4 separate regions of the Mus musculus genome follow, and all the other regions are linked to region 4. Evidence: chromatin contacts called from public HiChIP or PLAC-seq, Micro-C and promoter capture Hi-C data. All regions are on one chromosome and are shown on one strand. The core of a region is the stretch at or near the end of the contact, and the rest is flanking DNA. Distances in the headings are between cores, read along the strand shown.

What was found. Hi-C and Micro-C count contacts between places; a contact is called where the count stands out from the background. HiChIP or PLAC-seq counts read pairs in DNA pulled down with a chosen protein or histone mark. Capture Hi-C pulls out chosen DNA fragments and counts their contacts.
Region 1: a contact with region 4 is called in a Micro-C map of the G1E-ER4 cell line, with 7 times the contacts expected there. The contact joins the enhancer-like site here to the promoter of 4933440J02Rik in region 4. A contact is called at or near these places in 2 of 15 datasets of contacts at CTCF or cohesin (the NIH/3T3 cell line and pro-B cells), 18 of 484 Hi-C or Micro-C datasets (the C2C12 cell line, the G1E-ER4 cell line, bone marrow-derived macrophages and 10 more), 12 of 115 datasets of contacts at active chromatin or transcription factors (cardiomyocytes, embryonic basal ganglia, embryonic forebrain and 8 more) and 1 of 9 other capture datasets (embryonic stem cells).
Region 2: a contact with region 4 is called in an H3K27ac HiChIP or PLAC-seq map of extraembryonic endoderm stem cells. The contact joins the promoter of Glipr1 here to the promoter of 4933440J02Rik in region 4. A contact is called at or near these places in 3 of 115 datasets of contacts at active chromatin or transcription factors (effector CD8 T cells, extraembryonic endoderm stem cells and pancreatic cancer cells).
Region 3: a contact with region 4 is called in a promoter capture Hi-C map of adipose tissue. The contact joins the promoter of Krr1 here to the promoter of 4933440J02Rik in region 4. A contact is called at or near these places in 10 of 39 promoter capture datasets (the 3T3-L1 cell line, the C10 cell line, the HPC-7 cell line and 7 more), 5 of 115 datasets of contacts at active chromatin or transcription factors (bone marrow-derived macrophages, effector CD8 T cells, embryonic stem cells and 2 more) and 2 of 9 other capture datasets (adipose tissue and embryonic stem cells).

What each region holds. Positions count from the first base shown.
Region 1 is chr10:111,923,250-111,926,189 of GRCm38.p6, forward strand. No RefSeq gene overlaps it. Among named protein-coding and RNA genes, the nearest start is that of Krr1, 48 kb to the right of the region's middle. Within about 2 kb of position 1,397, at least 60 of the 459 cell types and tissues checked have an H3K27ac peak or open chromatin away from gene starts, as enhancers often do. A contact at or near this core is called in the G1E-ER4 cell line, the NIH/3T3 cell line, embryonic forebrain and 2 more, where this site is marked.
Region 2 is chr10:111,995,884-111,998,760 of GRCm38.p6, forward strand. Glipr1 (GLI pathogenesis-related 1 (glioma)) reads right to left here and starts at 1,381. Exons shown (of 6, transcript NM_028608.3): 1 at 975-1,381. The coding sequence starts at 1,148.
Region 3 is chr10:111,971,254-111,974,039 of GRCm38.p6, forward strand. It overlaps Krr1 (KRR1, small subunit (SSU) processome component, homolog (yeast)), which reads left to right and starts at 1,442. Exons shown (of 10, transcript NM_178610.4): 1 at 1,442-1,621. The coding sequence starts at 1,540.
Region 4 is chr10:111,592,894-111,595,669 of GRCm38.p6, forward strand. It overlaps 4933440J02Rik (RIKEN cDNA 4933440J02 gene), which reads right to left and starts at 1,380. Exons shown (of 4, transcript NR_045344.1): 1 at 1,211-1,380; 2 at 1,056-1,112. The region is part of intron 2 of Gm30262 (a long non-coding RNA gene); the gene reads left to right.

The sequences.
Region 1 (2,940 bases), core at 147-2,646, 330 kb after region 4:
TGCAGTGGCCTCTGAGCTCACCTCTCCTCTGCCTCTACGGACTCTGCTGCACAGTCCTGCTGAGCGAGCGTATCTCTTAAGATTTGTAAAGGTCTTAGCACTGGGAGACAACAATTTATGCTTTTAACGTTAATCAGTAAATCACACACGTACATGTGTATATTCTTTTTCATTAATTGCCTTTTTATTGTTTTTCTTCCAATTACAAATACTTGCCAATGAAATGTTTTAATTGAAAAAATTAAGTCTCATATATATGGCTTCCACATTCACCCTGTAAGGTTTCTTGTACCCTAAATTTCTTTCCTCTCAATGTTTCTTTTCCTTCTTAGTGTCTCCTGCTATTTTACATTTTGCTGATAAGGAGCTTGTGTAATTAATAACCTTATCTCCCTATGTATAAAAAAAACAAATTTAGTGCATTTTAATAAGGAAGTCAGAAGTACAAGGAGACACTTTATTGCCACGTTGACGCTGATAAGACCAGAAATAAGCTGGTTGCTCTGTGACTACACATAATGAATAGTATTTGTGTACGTAGTTTTATTACTTTTGGTGTCAGAGCTTCAATATTTCTTGGGAGTATATTTATGAACAGCTATACAGTTTAGAATTCTTTAATAAGCCGCTCTCACTGGATAACACACTGGTTTTTAAAGTCACTTCATCTTTATGCCTGATCTTAATCTTGTATTTGTAGTTCTCAGCAGGGGCAGGGAGTGCTATTTTCTTAGCTGCTCAGGGTGGGGATGGGGGTGTAGAAGATTGGGAGGGGTTCTAGAAAGGTCACTATGGTCTCATGCAGTCATATATTTTACAACTGCAGCTTGTACACTCCTGAAATGGGGAAAAGTTCCTCTTTTTTTTTTTTTAAGTGCTGAACAAAAACTGAAGGTTTGAAAAGTTTAAGACCCTTGAGAACATGAATAGTTGGATCTCTAGTATCTTTGACTAAGTTTTTACATAGTCCCCATGACAGCCTACTCCTTTGAAGTCAGTCAAGCCTGTGAGATCATGAGGGACTCATAACAGAAGAAGCTCTGTGAAGAGCGGCTGAGTTGCCTCTGCCCTTATTTCCTGCCCATTGATCCTGTGATGTGAGCGTATCTGTTATCTCCTTCTGCAAAAAGAACTGTGTGTGCCACATGACAGTCCTGGGCAGGGCCATGCAGGGTCACACAGCTACGGATGGCTGGGAAGACAAAGTTTGATCTTCTATGAAACATTTATATGCTTGTTTGCTTGTTTGTTTGTTTGTTTGTTTGCAGTAGGCTTGCTTCCTACTCTGTCCTTCCAGGACAAAGGCAGAAGTGAGTGGGTAGGAATCACAACAACTTCTCCCCTCTGATGTTACCCTCTGACTAGGGGAGTTGATAGTAAGGCCGGGACTTCCCAATTAGCATGCTTTTTTTTTTTTTTAGCAAGGGGACCTGTTTTACTGAGTTGGGGTAGAAGACACATCCTTCCTTTGGACTGGCTTCCCCATTCGATGTATCCCCATGCTGCTTATTATTAAGATGAGCTAAAGATCAAGGTTTACAGCACTCTATAGCACCCAGTGCTGTGCTAGCTTCTCCAGTGCGTTCCTGTCCTGGACACCTCCATGATGGTTATTGAAGTCCGTTGGTTGGCTTTCCAAAAAGTGAGGAGGTTTGAATCTGGCATTCTTGGGAAAACTCTTTCTGTGATCTTTTTCTCGCCTACCCTCTCTGGTTTCCCATGAAAGGCAGGAATGCTCAACTAATCCCTCCTGCTCCCTGGTCTGTGGGCTGTAATTAGGGTTTAAAGAAACAATGTCTCCACTTTGGTGGAATTCATGCTGTTCCCGTTGGAGACTGAAGCAGGTATACAATGCGCTCATAGTCTTTACACTCTATCTTCAGTAACACCTTGAACCACTTCATCCAATATTCCTTTCCTTCTTCAAAGAGCAACATTTAACTCCTTCATTTTATTGCATAGATAATGCCTTTGTTTCTGAACGATACAGCATGTGTGACTGTTACGCACACAAAGGGAGGAAAAAAGGTTATTTATTAAGTAAGTTATTCACCGTAGCAAATTTTAGTGATTTTTCAAACCAGAGCAACCAGTTTTTTCCTGATCCGTCGTCATTAATTTGACAAATACCTTCTCCTTAAAAGTTTACTACAGAAAGATTTCGTTTTTATAGGCACACTTTCTTTAATGTATGCTTTAGTGATTCTGAATATTAAGTGCTACCAGCATCTCTTGCTCTGAGCTTAGCAAGCGAAGAAAGCACCGTCAGTGAATTCTGCCTCAAGTCAGAGAAAATGTCTTTTGCCCCTCTTTTCTCCAAAGAAATAAAATCTTTATGTGCTCGGCATGTGGGGTAGGAAATAACAAGGAGGTCATTGTTCTCTGTCCCGCCTAACTGCAAGTGTAAAGACTGTTATTCTTTCGAGCACTGCCCCCTAGCGGGGAAAATTTCACGTTTTTCGACTGGGTATCTTTAAATGCCTTCCCATCGCTTGTTCATGCCCTTTCTGCAAGGATGCTGACCCTGTTCGTCATGTGTGTTAAGATAACACTTAGAATGTGAGTTCCTGACAGCATGGGGGCCTTTACCTAACAGTCTCACTGAGCTGAAACACGGAATAGATGAGAAGAAATAGATTGTAGCTTCTCACAAGTCTTGGGAGCTAGTGTTAAAGCAAAAGACAGTAAGAAGGGATGAGAGCGCTCAAGGCTCAAAGATGTATGCCACAGATGAGACAGAGAGATCGTAAGAGCCAGAGGGGGTGGAAGATTCCATGGAAGCAGTGTCTTTCAGATGCAACAAGCACTAATGCCCATATGAACTCACAGAAATGGTGGCATCGTGCAAAGACCCATGGTTCAAACCAGACAAAATCCCGGCACTGAGACGGGCAAGTGGGCACAAAGTCCTGTCCCTAACCAACAGTTAGCTCTTCCTAA
Region 2 (2,877 bases), core at 131-2,630, 400 kb after region 4:
AGCTCAACATCCTTAGCCATTAGGGAAATCTGACTGGTAAGTCCCCTGGTATGTGGGTGGAGAAAAAGCCTTACATGCTGCTGATAGGTCTGTAAATTAGCTCAGCCACTATGGAAATCAGTATCACCACAAACTATAAACATAAGACTAGCGTGTGATTCAGCTACGGCATGTTTGGGCTTGTCTCTACAGGGATGGAAGTCAGCACGTCTTGAGTATTTGCATATCCATGTTTTTTTTTTTTTTTTTTTTTTTTTTGTGGCACTACTCACAACCTCCAAGCTATGGATTACACCCAGTGGTTCCCCAAAAGATGAAAGAGTAAGGAAAATAGCTTGTGTACAGATATGTCTATATAGACAAACTGAATGGTATTGTTGAGTCGCCAAGAACAAAATTATGACATTTGCAGGGAAACAGATGGGATTGGAGATCATCACACTAAGTAGCATAAAGCAGACGCAGGCGGAAAAGCATCATGACCTCTTATATGTGAAGTGTAGAGGAAAACAACCGAAGACCACAGAAACGTAGCAGGGGAAAGCGATCAGAGGAAGAGGGCCAAGAGGCCAACGGAATGAGTGTAGCCTAAGCACACTGAATTATCATAATGAAAGACCATTATTTTACACAGCATATATAATGAAAAAAAAAAGAACCCTTAAGACACAAAAAAGAAACCTCACAAATATTAACAGGAAAAACCATGACAACAAAGAAGTCTGTTGCTCATGGCTGCGGAAAGGAAGTGTGCAGAAAGAACTGAATCATGCCAGTGGTATTGCTCAAGACAGTCGGGGAAGGTAACGGTCGACTCTGATTGCAAGCTGAGTTTACTGCACACATTCATTACAAGGAAAAAAAAGAAAGCAAATAAGAAAACCACTCAGGGTTACCCAGAAGTCACACCCAAATTAATGCAGGCAAGCTGCTTCTGATTGACATGGGCGACAAGCCCTTGCTAGTGAACTCACCATGTACAGCATATTCCGGGCTGGTGGACTCACTTTTGACCGAAGCTGGTTGTGAACTTGAACACATTCTTTAATGAAGTCCTCGTTTGTTATATCTGGCAAAGTGCTTGCTGTAAATGAAGAACTAGACACAGACGAAGCCATCCAGACTATCACAGCAAGGATGACCTGCATGGTCTCTCTGGTTGCTGCTGGACCTAGAATCCAGAGCTGCGGGGTTCTGATAGAATGCTCGGTTCTCTCAGTCTGCAGACTGTTTCCCTGTTGGAGCTCGGATTAACCCAGGGTTGTTTATGCTAGACAAGTGCTCTGCCTCTGAGCTCCATCTTCAGCATGCTGGGTTTTTTTTTTATGACCAGCTTTACAAAGCACAGCCTACTTCAGCTTGAGGAGCCTGAGAGCAGAACATGACGTCACGAAACTTACACCGGACTTCTCCATATATGGCTTGCAGCTCATGGGTTTTTTTTTTTTTTCTTCTCTTTTCTTTTCTTTCTCTTTCTCTCTCTCTCTCTCTCTCTCTCTCTCTCTCTCTCTCTCTCTCTCTCTCTCTCTCTCTCTCTCTCTCTCTGGCAAACAAATAACAAAGGTTACTTTAATGAGAGTTGAGTAGAGAATTGTTTTTCTTGTCCAGATTTATAAAACCAAACAAGGTGTGCAAAGCAACATGGTTTGTATTTTATGGTTTCAGAGAAAATGAGACTCTTCACTGTAATTGCACTGAGAATTTTTTTCCTTTCTTTTTTACCTTTTCTATTTTGAAAGGACAACATAAACCCCACTTGTGTCCATTTAAGGGCCAGGCCTGATTTTGAAAAGAAAGCCATAAGGCACCAGCTCCAGGAACAGACCATAAAATCCAGAAACAAGGACATAAAACCACCTCCCAAAGAACAGCCTGGGGACAATCACAAAAATGGGGAAATATCTTATCTCAGAATGGGCTGTCTGGGCTGGGCAGCCCTATCTTATCCTATGGTTAAACATTCATGACACAGGAATGCAGACTGCTGACCACCTGGGACTCCCTAGCACCCAGCAATGAAAATTTAGATTACCTAATCCTTTTGGAGTGTTCCCCTGGTTCCCTATAAGAAGGCCTGTGTGCCTTTGTCTGAGGTCACCATTTCAAAAAATGGCTGACACCCCCCCCCACCCCTTGGTCTTGCCAGTATATGTTCTTTGGTTGGTGGTTCAGTCTCTGAGAGCTCCCAGAGGTCCAGGTTAGTTGACTTTGTTGGCCCTCCTGTGGGGATTCCATCCTCTTCAATCTTTCATCAACTCTTCCAAAAAAGTCCCCTACCTCTTTCCAATGCTTGGCTGTAGATATCTGCATCTGTTTTAGTCAGCTGCTGGGTGGAGCCTCTCACAGGACAGTTATACTAGGCTCCTTTCTACAACCATAACAGAGTACCATTAATAATGTTAGGGATTGGTTCTTGCCAATGGGCTGGGTTTCAAGTTGGGTTGATTATTGGTTGGTCATTCTTTCAGTCTCTGCTCCATCTTTGTTCCTGCATTTCTTTAGACAGGACAAATTTTGGGCCAAAAGTTTTGTGGGTAGGTTAGTGTCTTTATCCCTCTACTAAGGGTTCTGAGGGCTAATATGCAAAATCTATAAAGAACTCAAGAAGTTAGACTCCAGCAAACCAAATAACCCAGTTAAAAACGGGGTACAGAGCTAAACAGAGAATTCTCAACACAGGAAACTCAAATGACCAAAAAAGCACTTAAAGAAATGCCTCAACATCCTTAGTTATGAGAGAAATGCAAATCAAAACAATCCCGAGATTCCCACTTTACACAAACCAGAAGGGCTAAGATAAAAAACTCAAGCGACAGCACATGCTGGCAAGGACTGGAGCAAGGGGAACACTCCTCCACTGCTGGTGGGAGTGCAAAT
Region 3 (2,786 bases), core at 192-2,691, 380 kb after region 4:
TAAAAAAAATAACAAGGGCTTGGAAGAAGTTGAAGTGAGGCCAACAGCCTCTTTCCAGTGAAAGGAACCCAGACCCACACACCCATGTGTGAAAAGCACTCTTTGAAAGAAGCTCGAAGCTCATAACCATTCAAACATAATACTAACTACATTTGATTCTCAAAGAGACTGGAATGGGTGCACCATTATGAGGCATCAGTTTGCATACAGAGAATTTCCCTTAAAATTTGTTCAAAACATAGTCGAATCCAGTGGTTACCAACCTTCCTAATGCTGCAACTCTTCAGTATAGTTCTGCATGTTTCTGTGATCCCTGAACCACAAAATCATTTCGTTATTACGTCCAACTTTGCTACTGTTATGAATTATAATGTCTATATACATGTGCGTTCTGATGGTCTTAGACGACCCCTGTGAAAGGTAGTTTGACCCTCTAAGGAGTCACAATCCACAGGTTGAAAACCACCGATCTAAGCACCTGAAGTATTGTTCTCAGTTTTACTAGGCATATGCGGGTACTCCTCTTTCCTTTATCTGGCTTATTGACCCATGTGCTTATTAAATATTTCCTGGAGGTTGGGGAGAGCATGGTCCAGAAGGAGAGGTCCTAGTGTGTTTTCAGACCCTGGTTACATCTCTTCACATCTTAGCATCTAATTTAGTGAATATATTTTTGTGCTAATATTTTTTTGCTGTTTTTACTGACTATATTCTAAGCCTTTTAAAGCTATGATGTAAGAATAATAAACAATAAAGTTTTGGTAATAGCTCCCTCCAGCCCCCACCAAAAAACCCCAAACATTTGAATGCTGAAGACCGGTGTGGTGGTACACACCTTTAATCCCAGATTCTGGAGTCATAAGCAGGAAGATCACTATGACGTTGAGGCCAGCCAGGTCTACATAGCATGTTCCAGGCTAGTGAAGGATACACAGTGGCCTCGATTCATAAACCCAAAATAAACAAAACAAGCAAGCAAACAAATAAATAAAAATAGAACAGAAAAGTCTTTTAAAACCAATCTGGAAGTTGAGAGATTTAAAATGCAAAACTCATGGTAGGTTTTCAAATGGGCTAAAGAGTGGTAGCAAAGTTTGGGTAGATTTTTGATACAATTCGCCATTTTCATTAGATTTCTAATCCCCCTCAAATAAGAATTTTAATAATTTCCCCTCCCTTCTCTCCCTCACCCTCACCCACCTCTCTTCTCTCTCCTCTCCTTCGCTCCCTTTCTCTCCCTTTCCTTCCCTTCCCCTCTCAAAAAAGAAGTTCCCACAGGGCTATACAAGTAGCTACAATTTAGAGCTTGATACAAGAAAACTACCATTCCCAGCGTGCAACACCGAGGTTGCAATGCATCCTGGGAAGGAAGTGTCACGCTCCCCCCCGTCCCCGCCCCATCGGCTTCCTGTTCGTCAGAGCAGAGACCACGCAGGTCTCATAGGGATTATCCGGAACTCGTTTTGCCTTTTACACATTGTAGCCGGCGGGATCTTAAAGAACAGTTCCACTTCCGGGGCCGCCGGAAGCAGTTTTGCGATGGCAACTTCTGCGGAGGCGCCTGCCAAAGAAGCTCAAAAACGTGACTCTCAGCCGCAGAAACAGAAGCGTGAGACCCAAGGTGAGGCAGTGCGAGACCCGAAGCCCGGAGCTGGCGGATCTCGAAGCATCTTTGTCTCTTTCTTTGGCCGCGCACTTGGGTTGAGCCTCTTTTAGGCTGTGCAGTGCCTGCGGTAGCCGGGGTAGCCGAGGGTTGCGGGTGTTGATGGCTGCGCCGGCCACGTGCAGCTAACGCAGTGTTTTTGCCAGCGACCGTCCCTGGCAAGTGTACCCGATGCGCCTTCTGTCCCCGGTAAAAGTGTGAGGACTCAGAGATTGTGGAAGGCGCGGCAGTTCTGCCTTGAGCTTTGGGGAGGGGAGGTTGAGAGGATGCGGATCAGGATCAGGTGGGAGAATCTTCGTGTCCTGCGAGCGCCGATGGTGATGAGGGAGGCGGACGGGGAAAGGTGGGGACGGAGCTCAATGGGAAGTTTTGTCAGAACTTTTATCTGATTATTAAGTTGCTAAATGACACAGCTCTCAGTCTTTAGCTCTAACCCCTAGTTTGATTTTTGGCTGCTCTAGTTTGATTGCTTCTTTCCGTTTTGATGAGAGTTTGGTTTTTACCTACCTTCAATTTAAAAAGAAAAATTTTTTTCTTTTAAAAACTAAGTACGTAAAATACGGCAGGGACTATAGACACCGGTAAAAGCTTCAAACCAACGCTTGAGGAATTGACAGGATGAGTAGACCATCTTCCTCAAGTTATCCATGTGCCAATCACAGATGCTATATAGCTTCCTTTCTGGTACCCGGAGTAATTCGTTCGAGCTTTCTGTCACCTATCTACAGCTATTATGATTTTTAACAAAACGCTTCGATTTTTGTCTCCTTTTGAATCATAGGAGAATGAATGGAGCTGTGTACTCTATGTATGTTGTCTGTGTCTTTAGCTTCTGATTCTTTACGATGCTGTGTAATATTTAAATTCCGTCGTTGGCGGACATTTGAGCTCTGCCTTCAGCTTGCTCTTGTAAGCACCTTTGTGCATGTCTTCTGGTAATGCCTCAGGGTCTCTGTAGGAATTTAGGATTGGAAACTCAATTGCAGGGTATCTTCAAGTTATGCTAATGCTACCGGAAGGAGCTGTGCCAGGTTTTTTTCTGTTTTAGGAAAGGTTTGTTTACGTTCAAAGCGTGAGGGTATAGTCAACCATGGAGGGGAAACTGGGCCAGCACAACTCTAAT
Region 4 (2,776 bases), core at 130-2,629:
GAAATTCACACATGGTAGTAATTACAACTTACAAAGCCACCGTTTAATCCTTAGAATGCTTCACTAACCTACTTCATCCATCCTAGCCTCCTAGCTCCAACCTTACTGAAACAAAAGGTCCTTTGTAATGCTCAAGGGAGAACCTACTGGGTTTAAGTGAATCTGGTTAGTTCCTAGAGTTAGAACATCCCCTCTTTTCCTCATGTTTTTCTTCTTTTCACTTTCTCTTGCCTTCATTCATGTTTCCCCCTCCTTCCTTTCCACCCTGCATCCCCCACCCCCTTTTCCTTTCTTTTTTGGAAGGTCCTGGCAAGAACTCTTTTGCTAAACTTGTACTATACATTTCTGATACATTGTGTTTATGCTTTAGTGATAGCCATTATTAGATACTAGAGAGAATGTTATAGACTAAGTTTTATTTTATGTAATTTTAGGTGCTTTCCTGCATGCATGTATGTGTGCCTGTGGCGGCCAGATAGGGGTTTTGGATCTCCTGGAACTGGAGTTACAGACAGTTGTGAGCAGCCATGTGGGTGCTGGGAACTGAATCCAGGTTCTCTACAGGAGCAGCAAGTGCTCTTAATCTCTGAACGCCACCTTTCCAGCCTTAGGTTTGTGGGTTTTTGTATTTCCTTTTTTGATAGATATAAAAAAGGGATTTTGAAACTAACCAACCTTAAATCCTCAAGTTCTTAGTGGGTCATCAAGTCAATATAGTAAGTTTCAATAAATAAAGAGAACACTTGTATAGAAAATAGTAAAAGTGATTGGGTTTCATCAAAATTTTGAGCTGCACATTCATGTGCGTGTCTACTTGGGTGTGATGTGAAATACAGTTCTTACTACGCTACAAAGAGCTGGGAAGCCTTTGGTGTCGTGCCTCCTGCTTTCTTGGTTCAATTTAAGTACCATATGCTATCTTTACAAAGCAGTAACTGACTTAGTTATTCTTTAGATTAGTCTCCATTTCCATAGAGGCGATTGTACTGGAATAGAAATTAGAATTCTAAACAAATGTTTGCCCTGGATGTAATAATACTGAGGTGACAACTTACACAATAGACTCTCCCTCCACTTCCACGAACTATCTTTCACTCCGTTGCTTTTTGAAGCTGTCAACAGATCATTTTGAAAATCCTTTAGGAGTGTATCAGAAAGGTGTGAGGACGTTCTAAAATTGTTGATGGAGATAGAAGGGAATTTTACAGACCCAGGATGTCCTTAGAATTGGGTTGCATAGATGGACGGAGTCTGTGATACCCCTGAGAGATGTGGTACCGGAAAAATGTACAGAGATGTCCTGATATCAGTGGGATCACCTGGGGTACAGCTCACACACTGCAAGGCTTCCTCTGATTTCCGCTTCTTTTTACAATTCCCAGTTATCCACAAAACTTAGTTTGAATCTTTCCTCAGACACCCCGCCTACCGGAAGTGATGGAAGCACGTAACCGGAAGGAGATTAGAGCTAACGTTACAGCCAAAGGCCAGATAAAGTTTGTCCCAGCCTCATTTTTTTTGGGGTGGTGGTGGTGGTGGTGGTGGTTGGTCATTTATCTACTCTGAAAATAACTTACTTAATCTCTAAAACTGTATCTTCATTGCCTCTAACTCTCACCAGACTGTTACCCGATAGTGAATGTGTGATGGCCAGTCGGGTAGTAAATAGGCGCGTCTCCTGCTGATGGGTATGTTATTAGTTCCTTCCCGAGACTCGTTACGGAACCTTAACGGATCAGAGGGAAGGATTTCTTGCCTCTACACGGAGTACAATTTCAGGCATCATGTGGGATTGCTGGCCTTGTCCCCTGTTCCCTTCACAGCCACTCAGCTGGCGTGATACAGGGCACAAGCTGGATAATTACCCGGCAAGCTTATCTGGAGCCTGGTTATCTAAATGGGGTCCCTCTGGAGCTCCTAGAGTCTGCGGAGAGGGGTTGTGTCATAGGAAACATAGGCTTGGCTGCTGCTCACAGCCGGGGGTTGGGGTGGGGGGTAGAAGGTGCCTGGCTAGGCTGCTGCCTGGGACACGAGGCTAGTGCCAAAATGGCAAAGTGCCATTGTCCCTTCCTGATTTTAGGCGCGCAGAGCTCCGATCTGAGCCGCTAGGTAGTCTAAGATGAAAAGGCAGGGAAATTAATGATTTCTAGACCCCTCTTTAAGAGCTCAAAGGAAAGCAAAATGAAAACTCCTAAGACACTTAGGATACCCGCCCATTGGAAGCTGATTTTGCCGGGAATATTATTTGTGTGGAATCTGAAATTATAGTGGAAATTTCCACGATAACGCAAGGATCTGTCTTCAGGTCAACAGGTAAAGCTGGCTTTAACTTTATTCTCTTCGAGAAGTAGACCGCTTAACCCTGAGTCAGCCAGTGGTTGAGGAGGCTACATGGATGTCCCATTTGGCAACTGACCTTTCTTGGTTTTCTCCCTGTCTCTTCCCTTCCCCTCCTCCCAGTTTGATATTTGATGTGTCAAGGACAAAGACGTGCAGGAAGGAAGGTCGCAGCTTACTGTCGATCTCCACCTCGAGCAAGCCTCAGGACATCTCTGAACATTTATTTGAGACCCCCTTTGACTATAGGATCGGTCCTCACGGCTCCTCTGTTAAGACCTAAGAGGGAACCGAAGCTGACAGGTCACAGTGGGAGGAATTTATCTCAGGCTGGACCTCAGAGAGAGGGTGCCCGGTTTCCTGTCTTCTCTCCCTGGCGTCTCAGAGATATCTCAAGACCTTTGGACTCTGAGTGTTGCTGACAGAGATAGTGAGTGGG